4 separate regions of the Mus musculus genome follow, and all the other regions are linked to region 1. Evidence: chromatin contacts called from public ChIA-PET and promoter capture Hi-C data. All regions are on one chromosome and are shown on one strand. The core of a region is the stretch at or near the end of the contact, and the rest is flanking DNA. Distances in the headings are between cores, read along the strand shown.

The links. ChIA-PET counts read pairs in DNA pulled down with a chosen protein or histone mark. Capture Hi-C pulls out chosen DNA fragments and counts their contacts.
Region 2: a contact with region 1 is called in a promoter capture Hi-C map of liver, with 3 times the contacts expected there. The contact joins two enhancer-like sites. A contact is called at or near these places in 1 of 15 datasets of contacts at CTCF or cohesin (stem cell-derived epiblast-like cells) and 1 of 9 other capture datasets (liver).
Region 3: an RNA polymerase II ChIA-PET map of memory CD8 T cells shows a contact between it and region 1, with 5 read pairs. The contact joins two enhancer-like sites. A contact is called at or near these places in 1 of 39 promoter capture datasets (erythroid cells), 1 of 115 datasets of contacts at active chromatin or transcription factors (memory CD8 T cells) and 1 of 9 other capture datasets (adipose tissue).
Region 4: a contact with region 1 is called in an RNA polymerase II ChIA-PET map of memory CD8 T cells, with 13 read pairs. The contact joins two enhancer-like sites. A contact is called at or near these places in 1 of 15 datasets of contacts at CTCF or cohesin (large pre-B cells) and 1 of 115 datasets of contacts at active chromatin or transcription factors (memory CD8 T cells).

Annotation. Positions count from the first base shown.
Region 1 is chr12:25,011,413-25,015,698 of GRCm38.p6, reverse strand. It overlaps Kidins220 (kinase D-interacting substrate 220), which reads right to left. Exons shown (of 32, transcript NM_001081378.1): 20 at 4,111-4,199; 21 at 2,258-2,402. Among named protein-coding and RNA genes, the nearest start is that of Gm36236, 38 kb to the right of the region's middle. Within about 2 kb of position 2,363, at least 89 of the 459 cell types and tissues checked have an H3K27ac peak or open chromatin away from gene starts, as enhancers often do. A contact at or near this core is called in liver and memory CD8 T cells, where this site is marked.
Region 2 is chr12:25,825,151-25,829,213 of GRCm38.p6, reverse strand. No RefSeq gene overlaps it. Among named protein-coding and RNA genes, the nearest start is that of Gm29835, 150 kb to the left of the region's middle. Within about 2 kb of position 2,218, at least 3 of the 459 cell types and tissues checked have an H3K27ac peak or open chromatin away from gene starts, as enhancers often do. A contact at or near this core is called in liver, where this site is marked.
Region 3 is chr12:24,491,142-24,495,344 of GRCm38.p6, reverse strand. It overlaps the pseudogene Gm16372. Among named protein-coding and RNA genes, the nearest start is that of Taf1b, 5.3 kb to the left of the region's middle. Within about 2 kb of position 1,679, at least 53 of the 459 cell types and tissues checked have an H3K27ac peak or open chromatin away from gene starts, as enhancers often do. A contact at or near this core is called in memory CD8 T cells, where this site is marked.
Region 4 is chr12:25,956,239-25,960,765 of GRCm38.p6, reverse strand. No RefSeq gene overlaps it. Among named protein-coding and RNA genes, the nearest start is that of Gm29835, 21 kb to the left of the region's middle. Within about 2 kb of position 2,070, at least 24 of the 459 cell types and tissues checked have an H3K27ac peak or open chromatin away from gene starts, as enhancers often do. A contact at or near this core is called in memory CD8 T cells, where this site is marked.

The DNA of each region.
Region 1 (4,286 bases), core at 1,114-3,613:
GGAAGACTAAGCACTAAGATAAGCTTGACAATATCCTTCTTGTAGAGGCTGAGTTTTTAGTTTTTAAAACATAGGGGTCCATGTAGCCTGTTGGCTCTGACTTCCTGATTCTCCTGCCTCCACTTCCAGACTGCTAGGACTACAGATGTAAACCTTCACATCCAACTCACTAAGTTGCCCAGGCTGGCCATGAACTTGAGATCCTCCTGCCTCAGCCCTGTGAGTAGCTTACATTTTGAATCTGTGCCACCAGGCCTGGCTAGCATCAATTATTTAAAGGTATCAACTCAGGTCTCTTTGGAGTCCCTGAAGATGTCTCAACACTCTAAATTCCTTGCTGTGGATTCTGGAGCCCTAAGGCCTCGGATGAGCTGCAGCTCTCTGACACCACTTCACGCCGCTCTGCTCCTCTCACTCCACCCAGGCTGGCACTCTAGCTGTTCTTGGAATCCAGCTCCCAGCCTCTGCAGTTGCTGCTCCTTTTCCTCAGAATGCTTCTCTCAAAGAGCCATGTGAAGTGTGGTTCTAATTTCATTCAGGTCTCTTACTCATTCACAATCTATTCCAGATGCTGAAGTGGGTACTGCGGTTAAGCAGATCAGACAAAGACCCTTGCATGAGGGTCTCCCCTTCCAGAGAACAGACAGACAAAGACAGTATGTGTCAGAAGACAGCTGTTCTATGGAGTAGGAGGAAACATGGAAGGAGGCGGCAGAATCGTTTCGTTTGAGATGCAGGAAGGTCTCATGGAAAAGCTTATAGGTAGGGAAACACCTAAAGAATTGAGAAAACCCACTGCTCAGAATCATGACAGGCCATGTTAATGAAAACTGGTCAAGATACAAAGTTGAGCTCCAAGAACTGTAGTCACGGGCAGCCTAATATTAAAGAGCAAGAGGACACAATGTGTTAACTAGCAACAGTTAGGAGGGAAACCATTGCTACAGCTGCTTGTGGCATCCAGATAAGGATGGAGCCCTGGCCCTGCACGCTCCCTGTAGGAGCCATTGGGGAACCTCAAGTGCAGTCTCCTCGCTGAAGCCCTGAGAAGGGTCTTGGGAAATCTGGGAGGACTGGAGGAAGAACAGCATGGGAGAGGGCAGTGTGCTCTACCAAGGAGCTTTGCTGAGAACAGAAGCAGGGCCAAGGCAGGGGCAGAGCCAGGAGGGGCAGAGCCAGGAGAAGTTCCAGGGAAAGGGAGGTGCTTGAGTGGGAGGGGTGCTATCTTACTTCCTGTTAAATTTCTACCATGCCCAGACCAACTCTGGGCATAAGAAGGATGATAAGACATATTGTCAAGTGAGAATGTCGGTGTTAGCAATAATATCAGGAAACAGTTCCTCTGTCGAACCAGCATTGGAAGATTGAAGTCTCATTTAAAGAGATTTATAACTATAAAATGTTATCTTAGGTATGACCCCCACCTATAATACAGTTTACGTCAGGAGCCCTAAACTTAGTATAAAATGCAATTCCAATTGACAGAGTCAACACTAGGAAACACCAGAAGGTACCAAGCAATACCATGTAAGGAAAGACACACATTCTAGAAGTTAAAATGCAAGTGTGTCTATGACTGCTCTCATGCTAATTAGCCTTAACATACAGAAGAGCAGCGTCCACACAAAGAATTCAGTCATAGCAATAAGCTCCTTTTTGGGGAATGGGGCAGGCTTGGGAGGTTCGAGACAGGGTTTCTCTGTTTAGCTCTGGCTGACCTAGAGTTCACTCTGTAGACCAAGCTTGCCTTGAACCTGATCAAAGATATGCCTGTCTCTGCCTCCAGAGTGTTGAGATTAAAGATGTGGGCCACCACTGCCTAGCTAATAGTCTCCATTGTATTACAAATATTTTTATTCAAATTATCATAGAAAAACTGAAATAATATGGCAGTATATAAAAATCTGAATTTCAGCACAAATATTAATGTGCTCAGTTATATAAATTATATAAATTTAGCCTAAATATAAAGTAAAAGAACTTTAAAATGATGAACTTTTAAGATAAATTCCCAAGTGATATCAGATTGTCAAGTACTATTACAAAAAAGTTACTACTATCATCTACCACTACCAACACAGCTCACACTCAAAGTGCTCTGTTAACGTTAAAACTTATGGTGAGTCTGGGGGTGCAACTCAATAGCACAACATTCACAGAGCTTGCACAAGCCCTGAGTTCAATGCCTACTATCTCAAAACAATATAAACAAAATAAAACTTATTATCTGTCACAGAACTTGAAAAACAAAAGTCACCTGTCACCGAAACAATATTGAGTAACCGTCTCATGGTTTGTGGACTGATGTCACTGAACCAATCCTCAGTAACCAGCAGCTTTGTGAGATCAAAGGACATCTGCCTCGTGATGGTTCTCTGCATCTGCCTTCTGCGGTAAGTATCCTGAAACAACAGCACCAGTGAGAAACACCCATCCTTGAGAGTTAACATGCACGCTTATGGTAAGACCAACAAAACAGACTGCAGAGCCAACTCAGTGGGTAAGAAAAGCAGAATTCACAATATTAACCAAAGAGAAAGATTGCAGGCTAGTCAAGTACAGTCACTTCTGAGGCACTTTCCAGAGCAATGACTCAGTAGAGTTGGCAGGCAGGCATCCCATGTGTTAGAGAAAACGTAATGTCTCAGATAAGAAGTGCACAGAACTCTGTAAAGAAAATCACGGTCAAGCTCCATAAAGCCTCGTACTAGGAGCCATAAAACAATAAAGCAGGTAAGTTCCTTCATGGTTCTAGGGATTCAGCATCTCTATTTTTAGGGTGTTTTAAAGTGTAACACGATTTTATCCCAGGCACAGCCACTCTTAACTTCCCTGGCATTTCCTCAAAGAGTTGAAGGCACCCTGTAGAGTGGGCTGGAGTGGCTAAGGTATCCCACTCCTAAGAGAAGAACACTCCCCCGAGTCCTGACGCATGGGAAAGGTAGATGAAACCATAGGTCCCCAAGAACCTGGGCTGCCAAGAGAGAAATCCAACATGCAGCATCACACACCCCCCTGACCTTGGCGCTATCATTTGTCACTCATATTATCTCTGAATTCATATCCTGCAAAGCATGTGGGCACAAAGCCAAAGACACAAGGTTTAAAAAGTAATGCCCCCCCCCCAAAAAAAAAGCTGGGCGTGGTGGTGCACACCTTTAATCCCAGCACTCAGGAGGTGGATTTCTGAGTTTGAGGCCAGCCTGATCTACAAAGTGAGTTCCAGGACAGCCAGGGCTATACAGAGAAACCCTGTCCCGAAAAACCAAAACCAAAACCAAAACCAAAACAAAACCAAAGTAATGTCCAGATGGTAGCAAACAAGAAAACAGGCAATGCCAGTATGAGCCCACGTCAGCCATCCGTAAGTGACATTATCAGCAAAGCTCCCCTGCCTGTGGACACCTTCCCACTTTACAAGCCTAAATAAATACACCTGGTTTTGCTCTACAAATAAGATGGGTGGACAGAGAGACTGAAGCACTGAACCAGAAACCCAGGGAGACTGGGAAGGGCCCTGAATCACACCTGGGCGTGGAGACTACAATCCAGACCTTGTAAACATTGGGCAAAGAGAAAGAACCTAAAGAGATTAAAAAAAAAAAAAAAAAGTAGGGCCGGCACCTGCTCAGGAACGAACGTGAGGCCACGATCATTTGCTGGCTAGGAAATCTTACTACTTAGGTGCAGAGTCAGCAGTGATCTGGGAAGAGGCTGCGGGGTGGGGGCCTCCTCCCTGATGAAGGTCTTTACCCTCCAGGCAGCTCTGAGGCAGCTGACGCTGAAAGGGAGCTCCGCACCGACCTCAAGAGCTTAGCTTCGTGTTTGCCTTTACAGGAGAACACTAGGCGTTGATTACAGAGAACACTAGGCGTTTACAGAGTACACTAGGCGTTGTTTACAGAGAACACTAGGCATTGTTTACAGAAGAACACTAGGTGCCACAAACTTAATTTTATTTGAATGACTGCTAAAAAAATAAAAATCAGAGTCAGGATATAGCTAAGTGGCAGAATACTTGCCTAGCATGCGGAAGGCTTTGAAAGGCTCAACCCCAACACTCTAAGGAAAATTCAATCACACCATTAAACGGCAGGAATGGCACCTTACCCTTCTGTTGAGGGCCGTTTTGCTACCAAGCTTTGTCATCTCCCCAAGGCTGTTCTGTGAAACTCTTCTGTCAGCATCCTCCTGCACTCCTGGAAGAAAGCATTGGGACAGCACTGTGGTGGTTAAAATGAGTTTCTCCCAGAGCCTCCTGTGTCTGAACACTGGGCCCCACTTGA
Region 2 (4,063 bases), core at 969-3,468, 810 kb before region 1:
AGACACCCGTGTTTCATCCAGCAGCCTTGGCCTTATGGGGCCTGGGAATCTGAAGAAAAAAAAAATGATGTTACCTTAACATACCCAGAGAGGAAGCAGATGCCTTTACTCTACCTGCCAGAAGTATGCAGGAGGACTTCCCACTTCCCAAGGCCCTGGAGAAAAGCAGTGTGGTGCAGAGAGGAACATCTGAATGGAAGGCAAGCTGTAGCTTCAGAGGAAGGGGTGGCCTGGGAAGTGGGCTCTCATTTGATCATTTGACTCAGCGATCTAAAGAAGATGGTCCAGAGAAATATGGGCAAGTCAATTTCTCCGTTGTATTTTCCAGGCATGTGTTTAAGAGAGTTGCCCTGGGCACGTGCACTCTGCCTGTGCGAAAACCCCTTTGTCTGGATGACTCTGCTCCCAGAGTTTGCATGGTCAGTCTCTAACTCTCAATGCTTGAGGCTCTGAGTGGTCATAAAGATAGGACCTTTAAGAAGACAAAGGATAGGGTATGGTTCTATTGGGAAAGAGATTCCTTTGCAAGCATGAAAATCAGAGCTCAGTTCTCAGCACTTATTGGTAAAATTGAAACAGCCAGGATGGTAATATCCATTTGTAACACCTACAATCAGGAAATAGGAGGATTCATAGGCTCTCCATGGCCAGCCAGTTTAGCCTAATCAGTCAGCCTCAGTCCAGTATGAGACCCTGTCTCAAAATATGATGAATGGCACCTGGGGGACAATTTCTGAGGTTTTCCTCTGGTCCCTATATACACACACATACTTATACCTGTGTGTGCATGCATTAGTGCATACACATAGAAACATGCCATCATACATAAATTCAGAATTTAAATGAGTTACCTAGCATACATTTGAATCCTCTGTGCTTGCATTTATTATTGGATGACCTGAGGACGTGGTCTCCCAGAGGGAAGACCATGTAAAGACACTGGGTGAGCAGCTGCTAGAAGCCAAGGAGACTAGCTCCAAAAGCAGCCCTGCCCACAGTGGACCATGGACTTCCAGCTTCTAGAAATATGATGAAATCAATGTTTGTTGTTTCTGGCACAAAGTGTAGCCCTTCCCAACAGAACTGAGGCTTTACTCCCATGTCCGTGAAGGATCAAGGTGAAGATGCTATCACATGCTTGCACTGGCTTGCTAGCCACAGCAAGCACAGTGCTAGCAACATGTAAAGATGAGGCCATGGAGGCCAAGGATGATCCAGGTGGGTGCAAAACAAGGATCAGAGCAAATGATGAGAGCCAGAAGATGGTCTGAGGGCAGTATTAGGCAGTGAGCTGGCAAATGGTTCCCCAATGATGGACTTGTATTTGACGTGTATTTGTGTCTGCTCTGGAACTTTGACATGAGGCTAGACCTCAGATAACAAAGTCCTGAAGATTGAGGCCAAACACCAAGATTTATTTAAAAATATTCCCTTCATGATTCAAATATGCAACTAGAAACTGACTTACAGAGAGTGTGAGACCTCGTCACAGCACCTCGGCATGATTACTTCTTCTCCCCTTTCGGCCTCTAAAATGTGAACACCACACAGTGACCTCTGCTTGCTCTGAACTTAGCCTGAAGAAGCACACCAAACATGACTGCTTGTGATGGGGAAAAAAAAAATCTCTTGTCATTCTGGCTTAGCTCTTTGTTTCTGGCTGAAGATAAAAGTAAAAAAAAAAAAAAAAAGTAGATTAAATGAAATTTCAAACTCAGAATAAATAATATAAGGACGTCAGCAGTATGTAAAATAAATGACTTGGGTGGGTGTGGTGGGATCTTATTTGTATCCGTGATTAAATGCATGCTGACTTTAATTCTTTCAGAAGTGACTTTTCACTAGTGTTTTAGATGTCTGTCACCTTTTCTTGTCAGGCTCTTTCAAAATATCCCTAAGTAAATTAAAAAAAAAATGGCTCTGAAACATCACGTGTCATTAAAAGGATGATTGCTGCACACTGCATGGAGATGGGTTATACTGTATCCCTGTATTTTGATTCCTAACAACGACAGGGATTTATGTCCTAGCTTAGCACCCCCTGCTTCACCAAGGCACTGTGCACTTTTTATCTGTAAGAAAATGTCAAAAGGGGGAGCTAGTTAGCTAATTGATTAGAGATTGGGGCTCAATGTTTGCAGGCAGAAGAGGCTTTCAGAGGTCATGGAAAGCCCTGGGCTGTGTTCTCACATTCTGCCCTGGGAAGGATTTTATCCCACCCCCCACCCCACCCCGTTTTCCCAGGAGGACAGCCCATTTCAGCCCTCTCCTGCCTCTCCCATCAGCCGAGCACAGGAGCTGATTACTGTTTGACAACAAGACAGAAGTGGATTTTAGCTGCGTAGCTCACAGAAGCTGAGCCACCAATGGAAAAACCGGTGGCTGAGCTCCACTCCTTGCAGTTTGGAGCCACAAAAGTACAAAGGTGAAAGAAAAGACTGCAGCAGAGGCCTGGGGCCTCCATTGAGCAGAAGCACATTCCTACCATCTTTCAGGGCAGCTCTGCACTCATGCTAATGCGTGCTAGTTCATGTGATGAGACTCTGTGAGCCAAACACGGGCCAAGTCATGATGAGAGGTGGGCATTGCCAGGCCCTCCCTCTGCTTCAGATTCTTCTCTAGTGTCTCTGGCCCTCTTCCTCCTCTCCCAGCATCGCTTCAGCCACCCAAGAACCTCACTTTCACCCTCTTCTGCTCAAGCTATTATTTTGGAACCAAGATCAAACAAAGTTGTTTTTCTGATTTTTTTTCCTGCTTGCTTTATCATTTTCTCCCTTAGAAAATCAGTTGCCGCCTACACTCGCACCTGTGTAAGGCAGCCCTGAGACACAGCATGGGCCCAGCCAAGCTCAGACTCTTGAGCAAACATCCCCCAAAGGGACCAGTAGCCTGTGTGCATGTATGTGTGTGACTGTCTGTTTCTATGAAACATTACCAGAATATACTAATGACTTATAATACATTGTATTCCTATCCATCAGAACCCTTAAGAAATGCCAGGTCTTTAATAGGAGGCACACGATATTAGGAATTCTAGGGGATCAGCACTTATTCTTGTGTAGAAATATGTGTGCATTTATAGACATACTTGATACACCTACAGTATTTTTATAATTTAAAAATTATTTCAATGCATTTTCTCATGTGATCTAGAGAAGAAAATAAAATAGAGCAGCCATCCCTCCAGCACATGGCTTCCTTCACATGGAATGCTCTCAGACTGTAGGATGGAACATGAGTGCAGTGTGTGTATCTGTGTATCTGTGTACATGCGTGCATGTATGCATGCATGTTTGGCTTGGCACATTGAAAAGTCAAAGGTCAAGACTCTAAGCTAACCAGATATAAGAGCTATGTTCATTGACGCACACCTGTGATCTCAGCATTCAAAGGACTGAAGCAGGAGGACTATTGCAAATCTAAGGCCAATCTGGTTTACATGGTAAGTAGTTCCAGACCAGCCAGGGCATCGCAGGAAGACTGCATAAGAGGTTCCTCTCCTCTCCTTTCCTCTTCTCTCCTCTCCTTTCCTTCTTTCTTTCCTCCCTCTCTTTGTTCTTTCTTTCTTCTCGTATTTTTGTCCTGAGCAAAGATCTCATATAACCCAGGCTGTCTGTCAACTCAATGATGACCCTAAACTTCTCACCTTCCTTTCTCCATAGCCAATGAGCTAGGATTTCAAGCTTACACCACTATGCCCAGTTTTTGTAGTTGTGAGGACCTAACCCAGGGCATTATATATGATAGGCAAGTACTCTTTGAGTTACATCTCCAACCCCTCCCCGAAAAAAAAAAATCATTCTTACACATATAATAGATTTCAAAGACTTGATGCCACCCTGCTTGACCAATGTATGGCTAGATAGCCACTTGGAGTTGAGACCTTGGTGGACAGAGTTGTAAGGGATATTCTGGTCTACACTGAGTTGGTTCAAGTTCATGTATCTTCTGGAAAGAAGCACACTCATGATTATTCATGTTCAAGTCTAGAGATGGGAAGTATTGAAAGTCTGACCTCTCAAAACAGCCTGGATCCTTTTCTGAAGGGATAACCGAGATTTCT
Region 3 (4,203 bases), core at 430-2,929, 520 kb after region 1:
CTCTGAATACCACGCTGAGTAGGTGAGTTGGATATTCAGGGGAAGAGGCACCACCGTGGGTATGAATTTGAGGATAAAGACTGGAGGATATCACTAGGGTAGGGGTATCCAGACAGGAAAAGGTCTGAGAGAGAATGTCCTTGATGCAGAAGGAAAACCAGCAGCATGAGTATCCTGGAAGCCAGCAGTGTCCCTGAGGAAGAGCCACCACCCTCAGCAGATGCTCTTGAGACCTGCAGTCAGGGGAAGATGGGATCTCCTTCCCATCTACTGGATGACGGATGGATCTAGCCACAAGGGTCAGTAGGGAGTAAAGTAATGTGCTGGCTAATCTCCATTGGCAGCTTGACTGGATTGAGAAATGGTTGGGAGACCAGTGAGACACATGTCTTCGAATGTCTGTTTCCAGAGATGACTAACATGTGTGATAGCAACGGAGTGAGGAAAGACCCTCATGAATGTAGGCAGCTCCATCTTAATAAGCTAGGGACCTGGAGGGATCTGAAGTGGGAGGAGGGAGCTCCCAGCTCCCACAAACTCCATCATCCTTCTCTGCAAATCCTTCTTGCTGCTGTCATTACCAAAGGACATCAGACCCCGTCTGCTTCAACTTTTCAACATGATTCATACCAGCAGGCCTTTAGGGAGCCTGCAGGCTTTTAACCTTACACTTGGGCTGCATCTTTGAGCCCCTTGTTCTGAAGCTTCCAGCTTCTTAGATACAGAAGCCATGAGGTTATCAGGGTCCTGATGTGCAGACAACCATTGCTGAATCACCCAGCTTCCAATGAGCACTAAGGGTGCCCAACCTTCTGACACTGCAGCTTGACACTGTCATCTACAAAGTTTACACTCAAGAGCTGAACAATCAAGTTACCAGAAAAAAAAATCCACAACTATAAGCTGATTCAATACATCCTGTATTAGGCCTCCACCATTGTGGGCTGTACACCTGACAAACTTTCTCACCTTATATTTCTATAAGACTTCCACAACCAAACTATTTCTGATGGAGAGACAGAAGCAAAACTGGTCTCATTCTCTAATTGACTAGAATGAAAACTCAAAACAAAATCAGGGCTAACTCCAAGACAAGACACTGGAGTAGAGCTACACTTACTCTCAGGATTCATGTACACGGCTGTCCGTGCTGAATCACGATCATCCATCCTAGCAAATGGCTGCCAAAGTACTCATGTCTGGAGACATGAGCATGCTTAAGTGCAGGAACAAACTGGCTAGATTAGTAATAAATCCGTAGAACTTTTTGAACTGCTAAAACACACACACACATCCTCATAATGTTTTAAATAAGCTCACAATTTTTTGTTGAGCTTCATCCATACGAATTTGTGTGAGCTACATTTGACCCACAGACCATGAATTGTACATGCCTGTAAGCTGATTCAACACATCTCCTATCATATGTCTGTGTGTGTGTTGTATTCTATCAGTGTGTGTGTGTGTGTGTGTGTGTGTGTGTGTGTGTGTGTGTGTGTGTTGTATTCTATCAGTTCTGTTGCTCTAGAAAAACCTGAGTACTGAAACCAGCTTCAGTGGAGAGTTGGGGATGAAAGTCTTTAAGAATGTGTTTTAGGAGCGGAAGAGGGAAGTGAGTCGGACCAGGCTAGGCTCGCTAAAGGAGAGGCACCGCAGAGGGGCAGGCCCCCGTCGCGTCGCGATCCGGGATGCCGAAGAACACGGTGTCGTCGGCCCGCTTCCGGAAGGTGGACGTGGACGAATATGAGGAGAACAAGTTCGTGGACGAGGAGGACGGCGGCGATGGCCAGGCCGGGCCCGACGAGGGCGAGGTGGACTCGTGCCTACCGCAAGGAAACATGACAGCTGCTCTGAAATCCCCCCCACCCCCCACTATTAACACAAAGAGCCAGGCAGTGAAGGACTGTGCTGGCAGCTACGTCTTGAAGGTGCTTATCTCTTTTAAAGCTAATGATATTGAAAAGGCAGTTCAGTCTCTGGACAAGAACGGTGTGGACCTCCTAATGAAGTGTATTTATAAAGGCTCTGAGAGCCCATCTGACAACAGCAGTGCTGTGTTGCTGCAGTGGCATGAAAAGGCACTTGCTGAGGGAGGAGTGGGGTCCATCGTTCGCGTTTTGACTGCAAGGAAAACCGTGCAGTCCAGCTGGAACTGGACACCACTGGACACCGTTCACAGGAGTGGGAGTTGCTGGTACAAAGACCAAAACAACCAAATGGCACCGCTGCCCTGTGGGTAGCATCTGTCTCTCTCAGCTTTGCCTTCTTGCTTTCGTTTTCATATCTGTAAAGAAGAAAATTACAGTTTCCTTTAATGAAAATTGAAATAATGCGGAGAAAATTTTGTCTCAGTGGAGGTGTTTGATTCTTTCATAATCATGTCAATAATATGTATCCCATTCTGTAATTTATATTCAAGCTTGATTGTGCAGTTTCTAACTCTGTTGACTGGTTTAAGGGTTTTACTTTATTTTTAACCAATACTGAGAAATGTGATCAAAGTTGAGGCCAGTTTCCTAACTCATTGCTGGTCAGGAAGTGATCTTTATTTTTAAAAATGAGAGACTGGCAGCTATTAACATTGCAAAACTGGACCACACTTCCCTTATTTAAGCAAAATGTGTTTCCAGAGCAAGTAGTGGGTGAGCCCCACTACCAGTTTCCAGCTTTCTTTCCGCTTGCCTCCAGATGATGCTATAAGTGTAAGTGTGCTACTTCCTGTTAGCATCCAATTTTCATGGCCTCTCAATCTCTTTGTGGTGACCCAGGGTCCGGAGCAAGGAGTCTTACTCTATATAAATGTATTTACACAATATAAGCGCCTCTTTGGCACAAACATCCCATTTCCTTCTGGTAATAAGGCTGCCTGGGGAAACAGTCCCAAGTCAGAGACAGGCCTCCAGCAGCCTCTGGATGAAATACTTTCATCAGAAATAAAGTAGCTGCCTTAGCCATTACACAGGTGTTCACTGGAACATTTCCTATGATTTCCCGAGGACGTCTTCAGTGCTCTTCAGGTAATGGGGATCTCAGAAGATTTGGTTCTGATCCAAAGACACAGTCTGTGTTTCAGCTCAGTGTTTTTTGTTTTGTTTTCAAGACAGGGTTTCTCTGTATAGCCCTGGCTGTCCTGGAACTCACTCTGTAGACCAGGCTGGCCTTGAACTTAGAAATTCGCCTGCCTCTGCCTCCCAAAGTGCTGGGATTAAAGGCGTGCACCACCACGCCCGGCTAGCTCAGTGTTTTTTAAGAAAGAAAAATGCCACATAGTAAAAGAAAAAAAGTGTTTACTTCTTTGGACAAACCAAACTGATTCTCAAAAAATGACTGGTGCTTGTAAAAAGTTATTACAAAGTAGTTCCGAAACCAACCACCTGAATGTGCGTGGCCAAGGGGTAATCAGCCTGCTTGTCTTTCCCTAAGATGCCAACTCCAGAGTCACTGACTGAGGTGAGAACCAGCACAGAAACTCTATAAACTGCTGTTTTTGATACCTGCTTTTTTTTTTTTTTTTTTTTTTTCTTGGTTTTTCGAGACAGGGTTTCTCTGCATAGCCCTGGATGTTCTGGAACTCACTTTGTAGACCAGGCTGGCCTCGAACTCAGAAATCTGCTTGCCTCTGCCTCCCAAGTGCTGGGATTAAAGGTGTGCGCCACCACGCCTGGCTGATACCTGATTTTTTTGTTTTGTTTTGTTTTGTTTTGTAAAATTATGATAAACTTCAGAAAATAAAATGTCAGTGTTGAATAAAAAAAAAAAGAATGTGTTTTAAAAACACAATCCCACACATTGTTCTCTGACTGGCACACACATGACATGACAGTTATATGTGTGCACACTTACACACTAGATAGATATCTAGATAGATATCTAGATAGATAGATAGATAGATAGATAGATAGATAGATAGATAGATAGATAGACAGACTGACTGATGTAATTGTGAAGATCTGCTGGGGGCTAGAGAGACCGCTCAGTGGCTGAGAGGCTACAGTGCTCTTGCAGGAACCCTAGTTTGGTTCCTACATGGGGGAGCTCACAGTGACACTGCCCAGTTCCAGGGGATTTTTGCTGTCTCCCAGCCTCTGTGAGTGTCTTCACTCACATGCCCGTACCCACGTACAAATACAAACACATAATTTTCTTAAGAAGAAAAATAAAATCTATAAAACTAGAGAAAACCAATTCAAAGGAGAAAATACT
Region 4 (4,527 bases), core at 821-3,320, 950 kb before region 1:
TTGATTACACCAGGATCTCAGGATTCCAGAGACAGCTTGACTTCCTGTAGCTCTGACAAATCCAGGATCTCAGGATCCCAGAATCACAGGATCACAAGGCAAATCTGTAAGGAAACAGGTTGCTGTGCCCGTAACAAAGATGGAAAATGGAAGCAAATCAGTTTCTCAGTGGGTGAGTTTGTAGGTGCCACTGCTCTGTGCGCTGCTCTCACATTGCCATTCAACCAATGACCTTGGTGACATCCATGCATTTTCTTTGACTCTCTATGTCTTCAATAGTATGGTTTCCACATTCTTTCTATTCTCACTCAACAATCACGAAGCAGAATGCTCAGATGAGCTGAGGAACTGATATACTGTCCTCCAGCCACGGGGTTACATTGCTTTTCCCCATTGCTATACACACTTGCCCTATGTTTATATTCAGTCCAAACTTCCCAAGCTGATCTTTTCCTTTGTCTCCCCTGGGAAGATGGTAGGGAGGCCTCTTCCTTCAGCCCGTGTCTGCTGTATTCTCCACCATGCTGTGTACTCATTTTCATGGTATTGGCTACATTGTTATATTGTTTCTTTTCTTTTTTAGATATTTTCTTCATTTACATTTCAAATGCTATCCCCAATGCCCCCTATACCCTCCCCACACCCTGATTCCCAACCCACCCAATCTTACTTCCTGGCCCTGGCATTCCCCTGTACTGGGGCATATGATCTTTGTAAGGCCTGGTTGTTATTTTCATTCTCTTTCCTAAAGGCTAAGTTTTCTGGGTACAGAAACTTTTCCTCTGTGGATTCACTTCTATATTCTTCATTACAGACACTGGTATATTTGCCATGGGTTTGTTTTCTGTCAGTGACACATGAATAAATAAGATATAAATGGTCTCAGATAGGGTGGTAGAGATGACCTGGTGAATAGTGTACATGGCATGCAAGGGTGAAAACTTGAATTCAAATCTCAAATGCCCACATAAAGCCAAGTGAAGTATCACATTTACAGTCCCAATGTTCATATGGGGAAACAGGAGGACTCCTAGAAATTCACAAATCAGCTGTTCTGGCATCCACAGTAGTAAAGAAGAAAGAGATATTGCCTCGAACAAAGTGGATAATTAGAACTGACTCTCAAGATTGTATTTGACCTCCAACTGTCCATTTACACTCCACAGAAGAATATACATATACACATATGTATACTCTCACATTCTGCAAACACATGTACACATCAGCCTACAGACAGACAGACAGTTACACACACACACACACACACACACACACACACACACACAGTGGTACAGACATATTCTCAGATGCCATCTGACTCCTATCACTGACTGAGAAAGGCAAGAGTTGAATGGCTATAACAGGTAACAGGGTTGTTTCAGGGGTAGAGGTCAGAGGTTATAGAGATTCTCTGAGGCCAAGGGGGATCTCCATCCTCAGGTTTTTGAATGTGAGCAAAACAATTCAAGAGAAATTGCATTCAAATTAACAACAGAGAGAGAAGATGATTAAGTCAGAGAAGAAGTAGATGGATAGTGACCCTGTGGGTCACCTGCCTGCCTTTATTAAGGACATCTGGACTAAAGGCAAGGGCATTTTGGAAGCTACTTGCTCCCTTTGATGGACATATTCCTGGGAGCTGGCAGAGCCTGGACCATGTGTAGAGAGTGTGTGACCAGTGGTGAGCATACTTTCGGGTACTGCAAATGGGAACTGTCTACAGTAAAGAATTTTCTCATGTTCTGGTTTGTCACAGCAAGGCCTGCTTGCTCTCTTACCACACTTTCTGAAATGTCCTTTCAAGAGGGAAAGTACAGCTGATTGCGGAGGTGTGTTTATAACCTAGTGTCAGAGAAAGGAGCTGGGCAAACACAGTCAAATCAGATAGTCTGGGTTTTTATTGTGTTCTCTGAACCACTTTTAATAAACTTTCCTGATACTCAGTCAAAGGATGTGGTCTCCATCAAAAGTTCTTTTTAGTAACCAAATCAACAAGTGGGGAAAAACACACCTACGCAGTTCCACGTGCAGCCAACCTGAGGAGGGGTGCAGGGTGCAGGTTGCCTGCAGCCCCAGGTGCAACACACTTGTTGAGAGGAGTGCAGGGTGCCTGCATCTGCTCCCTACAGCTCATGGGTGGGGATGGGGAACTCATTCAGACCACTAGCTCCAGTTTCATTCGATGTAAAATTGTGTGTGTGGGGTGGGGGGAGGAGTATGTGTGTGTGTGTGTGTGTGTGTATGTGTGTGATCCTTTTACAGTCACAAGCTCAGGAACACAAGAGAACACTTCAGTTTGTTCTGTCCACTTAGAATTATAGCATGCTCTCCATCTAGAACTTTCTAGCCTCCACTCATTCTACAAATCCAGAGTCTAAGTAGCTGAATTCATCACCCAAATGCTTAACCCCTCGCCTTACCAAGCCTAGCCTTTTTCATGGTACCACCTGGAGGGATCAGGCTTAGGAGGAGCAGAAGGGACCAGCTGGGTTTGGGGGAAGAGATGCACATATCCCTTGCTCCAAGAGGGAGAAGGTTCCCTTTGTTTTCCTCATTCCTACCACACTACATGAAGATATGCCCTCATGTGTATAAAGACTCTTGTTCAAGAAGAGAAGATGAATGGAGAATCTAGGATAAGCTTCATTCCCTTTGAATAGTCCATCCCCAATAGCTCTTGTCTTTCTGAATTCTCCATTACATGTTTGATTCCTCCTAATCCTTCATCTATCCCACTTGATATACTCTTGCTGCCATTTGTGGTATGCTATCTCTTGTATTTGTCAGATGGACACACACACACAGACACACACACCTTTAAACTCCACAGCGTCTCTGGGAGGTATGTCTCCTGTGATGTTTGAACAGTGAAGGAAGCTGGGTATGGGAATGCTGTAATTCAGATGTGAAGCATCCCCTGCAGGCTTCCACATTGCAAACTTGGTTCCTGATATGGAGATGACAGGAAGTGGTGAAAGCTTCAGTGTGGGGCTGGGAGATGGTCTTCTGGTCTCTCAACATCTCTTTTCTGCATGTCAGTCACCACAGGAGCAGCTTCCTGTCATGCTGTACTGCCCCCTGTCATCATAGCCCCAAAGCAACAGCTCCAACTATCATGGACTGAAACCAGGAGCCAACTCCCCCCTTCTCAGAAAGTACATTAATCTTAAATATCTTGATGCAGTAATAGAAAGCTGACTATTCAACAAAAATGTGGACACTTGTGTTAAGGTTAGATCCAGTCATGGACCTGAGAGGCCACAGTTGTCTTCAAATGTTAAGGGACATCTCCTGTCCATACAGACATCAGCCTGGCTGCTAGGTTATTCTCTACACTTTATGTCTACACACTTGGGAAAATTAACCAGGCAAGACTTATTGTCCCTCAGAGTGATCTTCATGGTATCTTCACAGCTGGACAGATTGACGCCCTGGTCTGTAACCTCTGCATCACCCACTCTGAAGATGCTGTGGAACCACTGTGTTCCTCCCACACCCTTCTGTAGAAAACATGTCTTTCTGTGTCTGTAATAATACTTCTGAGACAATAAATTATCTGGCTCCTGCTTTTCATCCCATTGATATTGGCCTTCATACGTCAGGGTAGTGATACAAAGTAGTCAGATTATGGAACAAGATAGGTGAGTCTGACGTTCCATTGAAATGAAACATAAGAAGATAGAAAGGGGCCAGGAAAAGGAAGAGAGGCTCAGAAAGAAGGTAGGGAAGGCTAAGACACACAATGTGAAAGAAGAAATGAGATACTACCGAGGTAGATGAGGCTGGAAGAAGGAGGAGAATATCAATAACAAACTTTGTTTTAAAATGCCATATTAAAACTTAATATGTTCTAATTAATTGAAAATCAAAACAAATCAAACAAAACCCCAATGGAAAACATGAGTCAGCTCCTCCCTCTCTGGAAAGTCTCCATCCTGCAACAGTAAACAGAATGGGGCTGTACTTGCTCTTTCAGAGGACCCAGGCATAGATGTGAGAGCGCGTGTCAGATGGCTCACAACCACTTGTATGTAAATCCAGATTTAGGGGGAGCAGAGTCTTTGGGTTACCCTCTACTTGTACTCATGTTCACACACACACAAACACACACACATACACACACACACACACACACACACACACACACACACACAGGGGGTTAAGAGAAAGTTGGTGAGTTGACTCAGTAGATAAAGGTACCTTCAGTCAGGTCTAATGAGTTTGATATCAGGGGACACAAACTTAGAAAGAGAGAACCGACTCCTGCAAGTGGTCCTCTGACTACTGAGTGTGCATCGTAGCAATCTGCACACATACTGGGAAGACAAATACCTTTTGTAAAAAATGAATAGAAATTACATACCTTGCCTGGCACACGAACAGAAGACCATGACAATGGTGGTGGCCATGACGATAGATCGGGAATGCTCTTTTGTCACATGAGCCAGTAACACAGCAAGAAATCCACCACAGGAGGCCATGCTGGACCTAGTGAATGGCCTGGTCAAAACTTGTCTGATCTTTGAG